2 separate regions of the Mus musculus genome follow, and region 1 is linked to region 2. Evidence: chromatin contacts called from public HiChIP or PLAC-seq data. All regions are on one chromosome and are shown on one strand. The core of a region is the stretch at or near the end of the contact, and the rest is flanking DNA. Distances in the headings are between cores, read along the strand shown. Region 1 holds the start of Nelfb (negative elongation factor complex member B). Region 2 has its middle 4.8 kb from the start of Gm13387.

Region 1 (4,026 bases), core at 1,079-3,578, 62 kb before region 2:
TGGGCCAGGTAGAGGAAGAGTAAGAGAAGGGGCCGCCTTGAGGAGGTAGGGGTGTTGAAGGTGAGGAGGAAGTGAGGAAAGGAGGGGTCAGATGCCTGTGGGAGGGGCTACATGCCTGGGTTTGGCGTAGAGGGAGAACCAGGAGCTAGGAAAGCACAAAAGCATGGATCAGGCCTAGGAGGATAGTAAGATGAAGCTGGGCAAGGAGGTTGCAGCGTCCTGACTCTTCATAGTGGCCATCACCCGCCGAGTACACGCCGCTGAGCCAGCCTGCCTTCCCGGCCTTCAGCTTTGGAGACCGCCATCGCTCTGTTGTCAAAATGCCGGAGAGTCGCTTCCGCCCAGGGATGCTCCGAGCCCGAGGTCCTTGTAGCTATACCCCACTCTTGCCTACCTCAAAGCCCTCTGGCGAGAAGCGACCCAGCCCCAACACCTATAACATCCTTCCTGGGTACCGTCTGCAGAGCACACGCTCACCTGCCTTCTCCATGAGCCGGTCTCCTGCGTTTGCATCCTGGGTCAGCTCCTGTAAGGAAGACATAGAAAAAGAGTCTTGGCCTGCTTGGGGTTGGAGTGGGGCTTGGGCCGCAAGGGAGGGGAGGGATGCTGGGGTGACGACTAGGGTCAGCTCATTCTCTCTGCAGCCGGAACCCCAGGTCCAGCTGCCTACTACGTGGAAGACTGCTACAACTCACGCTTCCCATCTTCGCCTGGAGTAGTTATTCAAGGAGTGCGCAGACCCAAGCGCCACGACACAGGCCCTTTCTGCACACTATAGGCCCATCGGGTATAGGTTGCAAAGCTGACCTCTCTTGAGGCTTACCAAGGCTTCCTTTGGAACTCTTTGTCTATAGCCGGCTTTCTGATCCTCTAGACACCCCTCACCCACTCTTCTGGCTTAGGCTGTCCAACAAGAAGAGTCTTCCCAGAGTCCCCTTTCACCCCACTATACCAAGATGCAAATGATTCTTCTGAACTGTGGTCTCTGGTGTGCCTGGTTGCCCATCCTTTGCCCAATGGGCTGTCTTGAATATGTGGCTTTCTGCTTCCCTGGTATTTCTGGCTTTCTCTGTTCCTGCGTGGTGTTCTTTTCTTCAGGATTGAAATGGCAGTCTGGGAACTAACCCTAAGCTTTCTGACCTAGGATAGAATAGGAAAAGGCAATGTGGGACAATCTAATCCACTCACCTAAGGTCCAGCATCTACCTGAGGATCAGGGATGCTTGCTGGGCTGAGGAACTATTGGGATGGGATGGGAAGTCAGAACCTGGGGTGCAGACACCTGTCTGCAGACAGCCTTGCCTAGCCCACTGAGGTAGGACCCAGGGAATCAGCTCACCAGACACTGGCCCTACTCCCCTGGAGCCTTGACCTGAAGAGTCAACTGGGTTTGGTAACTTGTGTTCTGAGAACCCACGCCCAAAGCCTTCCCACCCTAGCCCCTGCCCAATGATGGTTCCCTCAGCACTGTTGATCTGCCTTCCTACTTAGAAGTAGCCCCCTTCAGGAGCCTTGCCCTGCAGCTAGTAATAGCAATTTCTCCAGAGCTCTCTCCATACTTTCTTCCACACCCAGACACAGATCTCACTAAAGAACGTTTTTAAAATGTATTTTATGTGTATGGTGTTTTGTTTGCTTGTATGTATGTGTATGTGTGCTTAGTACCCAGAAGACATTAGATTCCTTGGAAGTGACGTTACAGAGCTGCTATGTAGGTGCTGGAACTGAACCCAGGCCCCCTGCAATAAGCAGAAAACGTTCTTAACTGCTGAGCTATTATTTTCCTAGCTCTCAGAGCTGATTTCTTTCTTTCTTTCCATCCTCCCCAGACAGGCCCTGGCTGTCTTGGAAGTTACTGTGTAAACCAGGCTAGTCCTGAACTAACAGAGAGTCTCCTGGTTCTACCTCCCAAGTGCTAGGATTAAAGATATGCATCATTGCCAAGTGTGACAGCACAAGCCTTTAACCCCAGCAGTCAGGAAGCAGAGGGTCTGAGTTTGAGACAACCAAGTCTAAAGTGTCCATGTCTCAAGGGGGAAAAAAATTGTACTACTAAGCCCAAACCAGAACTCACTTAAAAAGTGACTTCATTTATGCATATAAATGCATGTATGTCTGTATACCCCATGGTGCTTGTGGAGGTCAGAAGAGGGCATCAGATCCCCTGAAACTGTCGTAGGTTCTGGTTCCCAGAGAGCAGTCGAACTGAAAAGCTGAAATTTTCATCGTACTGACAAGAGCGCGGGCTAGAGTGGCTAAGGCCTCCGGAGATGGGGTAACTTCACATCTCGACCCCGCCCCTTGAGCACGTTCTCACGACCTCTCACTGGGTAGCAAGTCGCTGCTCGGAACCTGCGGGCGGCGGAGGCGTTTTCCCGGGGCCTATTGGCTGCTGGACCTAGGCAGTCAAGGGCGGAAGTGGGAGGTGTGGGTCCGTGCGAGCTGCTCTGCTGACGCGATCTGGCCACACTGGAGGCGGCGGGCGAACGGGGCTTGGGGGGTCCTCGTGGCACCGTGGAGAGGGCTTCTGGGGCTCCGTCAGGGTCCGCTACGGCTCCAGCGGAGCGCGGTGGGGATGGGGTACACAGCCGAGCGTCCGCCGGAGCCTCCGCCATGTTCGCGGGGCTCCAGGACCTGGGCGTGGCCAATGGCGAGGACCTGAAAGAGACCCTGACCAACTGCACCGAGCCTCTCAAGGCCATTGAACAATTTCAGGTGGGCAGAAGGGGCCGGGGCAGCTAGGGAAGCTGGACACAATTCGGCGCGCTCCCGACGCTTGGATGGAGGCGCTAAAGGTTCTGCGCTAGGGACCCGCTGAGTAACTGAGTGTTTTCCCTTTTCCGCTGTTACTATGGCGGACCCTAGTACTCGGCATCCGTGGTGTCCGTGCTGACTTGGCTGCGGCCAAGCAAAATGCGTACGCGTTTACCCTCTGCTTCTCCAGACAGAGAATGGCGTGTTGCTGCCTTCCCTGCAGTCGGCCCTGCCCTTCTTGGATCTACACGGGACACCGCGGCTGGAGTTCCATCAGTCAGTGTTTGATGAACTACGTGACAAACTTCTGGAACGAGTGTCAGCAATTGCCTCTGAGGGAAAGGCAGAGGAGAGGTGGGTCTCTACCAGGAAGCTGCTTATCTTTGTGAGTAGCATTGATGGTCTCCATGGCTGCACAGCCCTACCTGTAGATACAACCTGGAATGGAATGTGTTTGAGGGATTCCTCTTCTCTGTATGTTCTGCATGTGGAGACACACTTCCTCAGCTGTGCAAATCTGTGCAGGTACAAGAAGCTGGAAGACCTTCTGGAAAAGAGCTTTTCTTTGGTCAAGATGCCATCCCTACAACCAGTGGTGATGTGTGTTATGAAACACTTGCCCAAGGTGAGAACTGTGGGGCCAGCCTCTCAGACTGTGTGTTTAGTGCAGGAAGTTGCTTAGCTCTGGGAAAGTTTGATGGACTTGCCCTCCAGCAAGCTCTGGGCCCCTTCTTTATATCACACACTTCCCCTGGTTGAGCCAAATGGAAATATTTATCCCTTGAAGTGCAGGGTGGGTCTTTTGTGGGAAGAGGACTGTGGAGATTCTGGATGCCTGAATTCACCTGCTAAGAGTTGGAGGTCCATCACAGTCTGGGCTCTGTAGGGTCTGTGGGCAGCTGAGGCCTCATGGAGGCAGCTGTGTCCTCATGGCGACACAGGCAGGGCTTGCAGGGAGCTGTGGTGTTTACTGTGTAGGTTCCTGAGAAGAAGCTGAAGCTGGTGATGGCTGACAAGGAGTTGTACCGGGCATGTGCTGTGGAAGTGAAGAGGCAGATTTGGCAAGACAACCAGGCTCTCTTTGGTGATGAAGTCTCACCACTGCTGAAGCAGTATATCCTAGAGAAAGAGAGTGCGCTCTTCAGCACAGAGCTCTCTGTGCTGCACAACTTCTTCAGCCCTTCCCCCAAGACCCGGCGCCAAGGAGAGGTGAGATGCCTCTCAGGGCTGTGCGGCCAGCCCTTCATTCCATGCCTCTTCCCTGGGTGTAGC
Region 2 (3,583 bases), core at 927-3,426:
ACTTAAGAGAAATTACTCTGAAGGCCTGGGATGTAGCTCAGTGTTTGCAAGCAGGTATGAGACCCTGGGTTTGATTCCCAGCACTACAAAAAGGAAAAGTTACTTTTGGTTTGTTTATTGAGACAGGTCTCATGTAGACCAGGCTGGCCTTGAACTTCATATTTACCTAGTGCTGACCCTGAGCTCCTGATCTTGTCTCTAAACTCCCCAGAGCTAAGATTACAGACATGTGCTAAAATGCCCAGCTGGAAAATTTTGAGACAGAGTCTCAGGTCACAGACTGGTTTCAGATTCACATTTATTTGTCACCATGCTTGGCTGAGGTAAGGTAACTTCAAGGCCAGTTCCTTCATGTGGAGTTAGGGCTAGGATGGCACACTCAAGATCTAAGCTTGTCATTCCCACGAGAGCGTCTGCAGGAGCAGGTACTTAAACATCCAAGGCTGCTTCTTTGATACCCACTGGGTGGGGTTTTTCCTTTCCCTTTGTTTTTCTTTTTTTTTTTTTTTTTTTTTTTTTTTTTCCTTTCAGACAGGGTCTCACTGTGTAGCTCAAGCTGGCTTGGAATTTTCTCTGTAGACCACGCTGGCCTGAAACCCATGGGGACCCATCTGCTTCTGCCTCCAAAGTGCTGGGATTAAAGCCGTGCACCACCATGTCCTGCACCCACTGGAGATTATTGATCAACCAAGTTTGATCAATGTACACCTCACCACATGTATTAGTCAGGGTTCTCTAGAGTCACAGAACTTATGGGTAGTCTCTAATAAGGAACCTGTTGATGACTTACAGTCTGCAGTCCAACTCCCAACAAGGTCAGCAGCAGCTGTGAATGGAAGTCCAAGGATCGAGCAGTTGCTCAGTCCCACAAGGCAAGCAGGAAAAGGAGAGAGTAAATCTTTCTTCTTCCAATGTCCTTATGAAGGTCTCCAGCAGAAGGTGTACCCAGATTAAAGGTGTGTGCCACCACACCTTTAACCCCAGATGACCTTGAACTCAGAGATCTCCCTTTCTTAATCTGGAATTCATAGCCACTATGTCTCAAGATCTCCATGCCAAGATCCAGGTCAGAAAACTTCTATCTCCCAGCCTTCAGATTAGGATCACTGGTGAGCCTTCCAATTCTGGATTGTAGTTCATTCCAGATATAGTCAAGTTGACAACCAGGAATAGCAACTACACCACACTACACCATAGCCCGCTAGCCTCTCTGCCTCTGGAAAAGGCTCTTATTGCTTTGACGCCTGATTTTGGCAGAAAGCTACATATGACGTCTACGCTCCCAAAGATCTATTAGCTGGAAGCTTGGTCCCTAATGTGGCAATGCTAAAGTTCTGGGCTTGAGAGGAGAGCCTGCTGGAGGCAGTCAGATGTGAGAGAACCAGCTACGGAAGGGACTGGTGTAGTTCCCATGGAACCCATTAGCTTCTTCAAGAGCAGGTTACTGGGGAAGAGCGGGCTGCCCTGGAGTTTTTGCCATGTGATCATTTCTTGTGCTCACCAAGAAATGTGCTTGGCTTGGTATTGCACGAGGCCTTCATCGGAGCAAACACGAGGCCTTTGACTGTCCAGAGCGGGGACAGGTACATGGAGTGATACTTGGAGGAGGAACCTGGGAGTAAGGAACATGGGTGCCCACCGAGGCAAGGTCAACAGGCAAGAAGAAAGAGGCTCCTCAGCTGTCTTCTAGGTCATCCCTGGGACATAGGGACTGTGCTGCTGAGAAGCTGACCTTGGGCCCTGGGCTACAGAGCTAAGGGGTGAGCTAGAGTACTGCCCAGAAGTTTGTTATAGCAGCCCAGGCCCAGCACTGTGATGTCTGCTATGGTTGTTGTTCACAGGCCATCAGTGACAGCCCCCTCTGCGTCTTCTGGATTTCAGGTGGAAAGCCTCTCCCTGGTCAGTGGTTCCCCACTGGTACTTCATTCGCAGCCCCTTACTGTGGATGATCTGTGGACGAGCAGGAGGTGTAGTGCTGGCTGCAGGCATATATCGTAATGACCCAGGACCCCTCTCAACACTCACTTCAGCTGCCCTGTGGTGCACCTTACTGTTGTCCAGCAAACAGATCTACGTTTGCATCAAGACAGCAAGGCTCTGTGCAAGTCCCTAGAGCATGCTGTCACATATTACATGGAAGGCCCTGGCAGGGACCTTGGACATAGCAACTTCCCTGGTGGCCACAGGCATCTGCAAAAAGTCCCAGCCATGAGTCACCTGTGTAGTGAAAGGTCAGCTCTGTTTACATAAGAGTGTCACCAGCTTTATGAACTCCAGAATTCAGAAACACAGGCCAAACAAACAATGCTCCACAGAGGACCTTGGGTAGGTGCACAGAGTGGGAAGTAATGGAGGGGAGGGAGAAATTCAACGGCTGCCTTCAGGAAAGACCTACCATGATCTAGGGTAAAAGCTGCTGCCTCATGTCTGTGTGTCCCAGGCTTAGACTCTGACTCCTTTCCCCAAGAGTCCTGAGTAAGGAGCCTCAAGTACCTGCCTTCCTGGGGAGGGTTGCGGCCACCTGTGGTGTGGGATCCTGTGATGCTGGTCTCTCCCTGTGTCTCCTGCCCAGGTCCCATGAGTGGCAGAAGTGGTCAGGCTTTCTGCACAGGGCTGGGTGCACCTTCACTGAGCAGGAGGCATCTGCAGCCAAGTGGGCAGAGACAGCTTTAGTTGCAGCGTATGGAGAGGTGCCTTAGTTAAGGTCACTATTGCTCTGATGAAGCACCATGACCAAAGCGACTTGGGGAGGAAAGGCTTATCTGGCTCACACTACAGCAGTGTCATCACCATCAGAGGAAACCAGGATAGGAACTCAAACAGGGCAGGAACCTGGAGGCAGGAGTGGATGTAGAGGCCATGGAGAGGTGCTGCTTATTGGCTCGCTCAGCTTCTTTTTTATAGAACTCCTGACCTCAGGGGTGTCACCCCTATCAATCGCTAATTAAGAAAATGTTCTACAGGCTTGCCTACAGCCTAGTCTTATGGAATCATTTCTCAATTGGGACTCCCTCTTCTCAGATGACTCTAGTCTGTGTCAAGTTGACATACAACTAGCCTGTGAAGAAGGTAAGGAGGGGTGTGTGTGCGTGTGTGTGCGTGTGTGTGGTTACAGCCCTGCTCCGCCATACTACACCCGTATAGACAAGCTCCTCCTCACAAGTGGAGAGCTGCTGTGCTTTGCTCAAGGGCTTGCCCCGTTCTTGTTATACCAGGAGGTTCAGGCCTCATGGCTCTCCAGTCTCCATTATCCACAGACAATGTTGTGCCCCATCTGTCAAAGAAACCCTGTTGGGGTAAGACACTGGCCCTGAAGGATGATGGCTTGCCACACCAGCCTGTGTCATCCTATTCCTGTGCCAGTGAACCCCCTATCTCCTTCACCCTGCCATTGCAGAAGGAGGTGCCGGGGACACTGAGGATGGCTGTGTGTAAGCCACAGGCTGCAGCCACCAGTCACCAGCTTCCTAGGCCCTTCAGGGAAGATACCTGGCCTACTAGGGCTCCTGTTCAGAGCACACAGCCAAGAGAGTGCCTCACATCAGGAGGGTTGAGGGTGTTGTGCAGGCAGCAGGGACCTCTT

The links. HiChIP or PLAC-seq counts read pairs in DNA pulled down with a chosen protein or histone mark.
Region 1: a contact with region 2 is called in an HNF4G HiChIP or PLAC-seq map of pancreatic cancer cells. The contact joins the promoter of Nelfb here to the enhancer-like site in region 2. A contact is called at or near these places in 3 of 39 promoter capture datasets (hematopoietic stem and progenitor cells, liver and neural stem cells), 6 of 115 datasets of contacts at active chromatin or transcription factors (the SCID.adh cell line, effector CD8 T cells, embryonic stem cells and 2 more) and 3 of 9 other capture datasets (adipose tissue, liver and pancreatic islet).

The regions. Positions count from the first base shown.
Region 1 is chr2:25,209,791-25,213,816 of GRCm38.p6, reverse strand. Nelfb (negative elongation factor complex member B) reads left to right here and starts at 2,328. Exons shown (of 13, transcript NM_021393.3): 1 at 2,328-2,715; 2 at 2,945-3,108; 3 at 3,280-3,379; 4 at 3,733-3,963. The coding sequence starts at 2,470. It overlaps Stpg3 (sperm tail PG rich repeat containing 3), which reads left to right. Exons shown (of 6, transcript NM_028961.1): 5 at 234-528; 6 at 645-1,258. The coding sequence ends at 778.
Region 2 is chr2:25,148,469-25,152,051 of GRCm38.p6, reverse strand. No RefSeq gene overlaps it. Among named protein-coding and RNA genes, the nearest start is that of Gm13387, 4.8 kb to the right of the region's middle. Within about 2 kb of position 2,176, at least 45 of the 459 cell types and tissues checked have an H3K27ac peak or open chromatin away from gene starts, as enhancers often do. A contact at or near this core is called in effector CD8 T cells and pancreatic cancer cells, where this site is marked.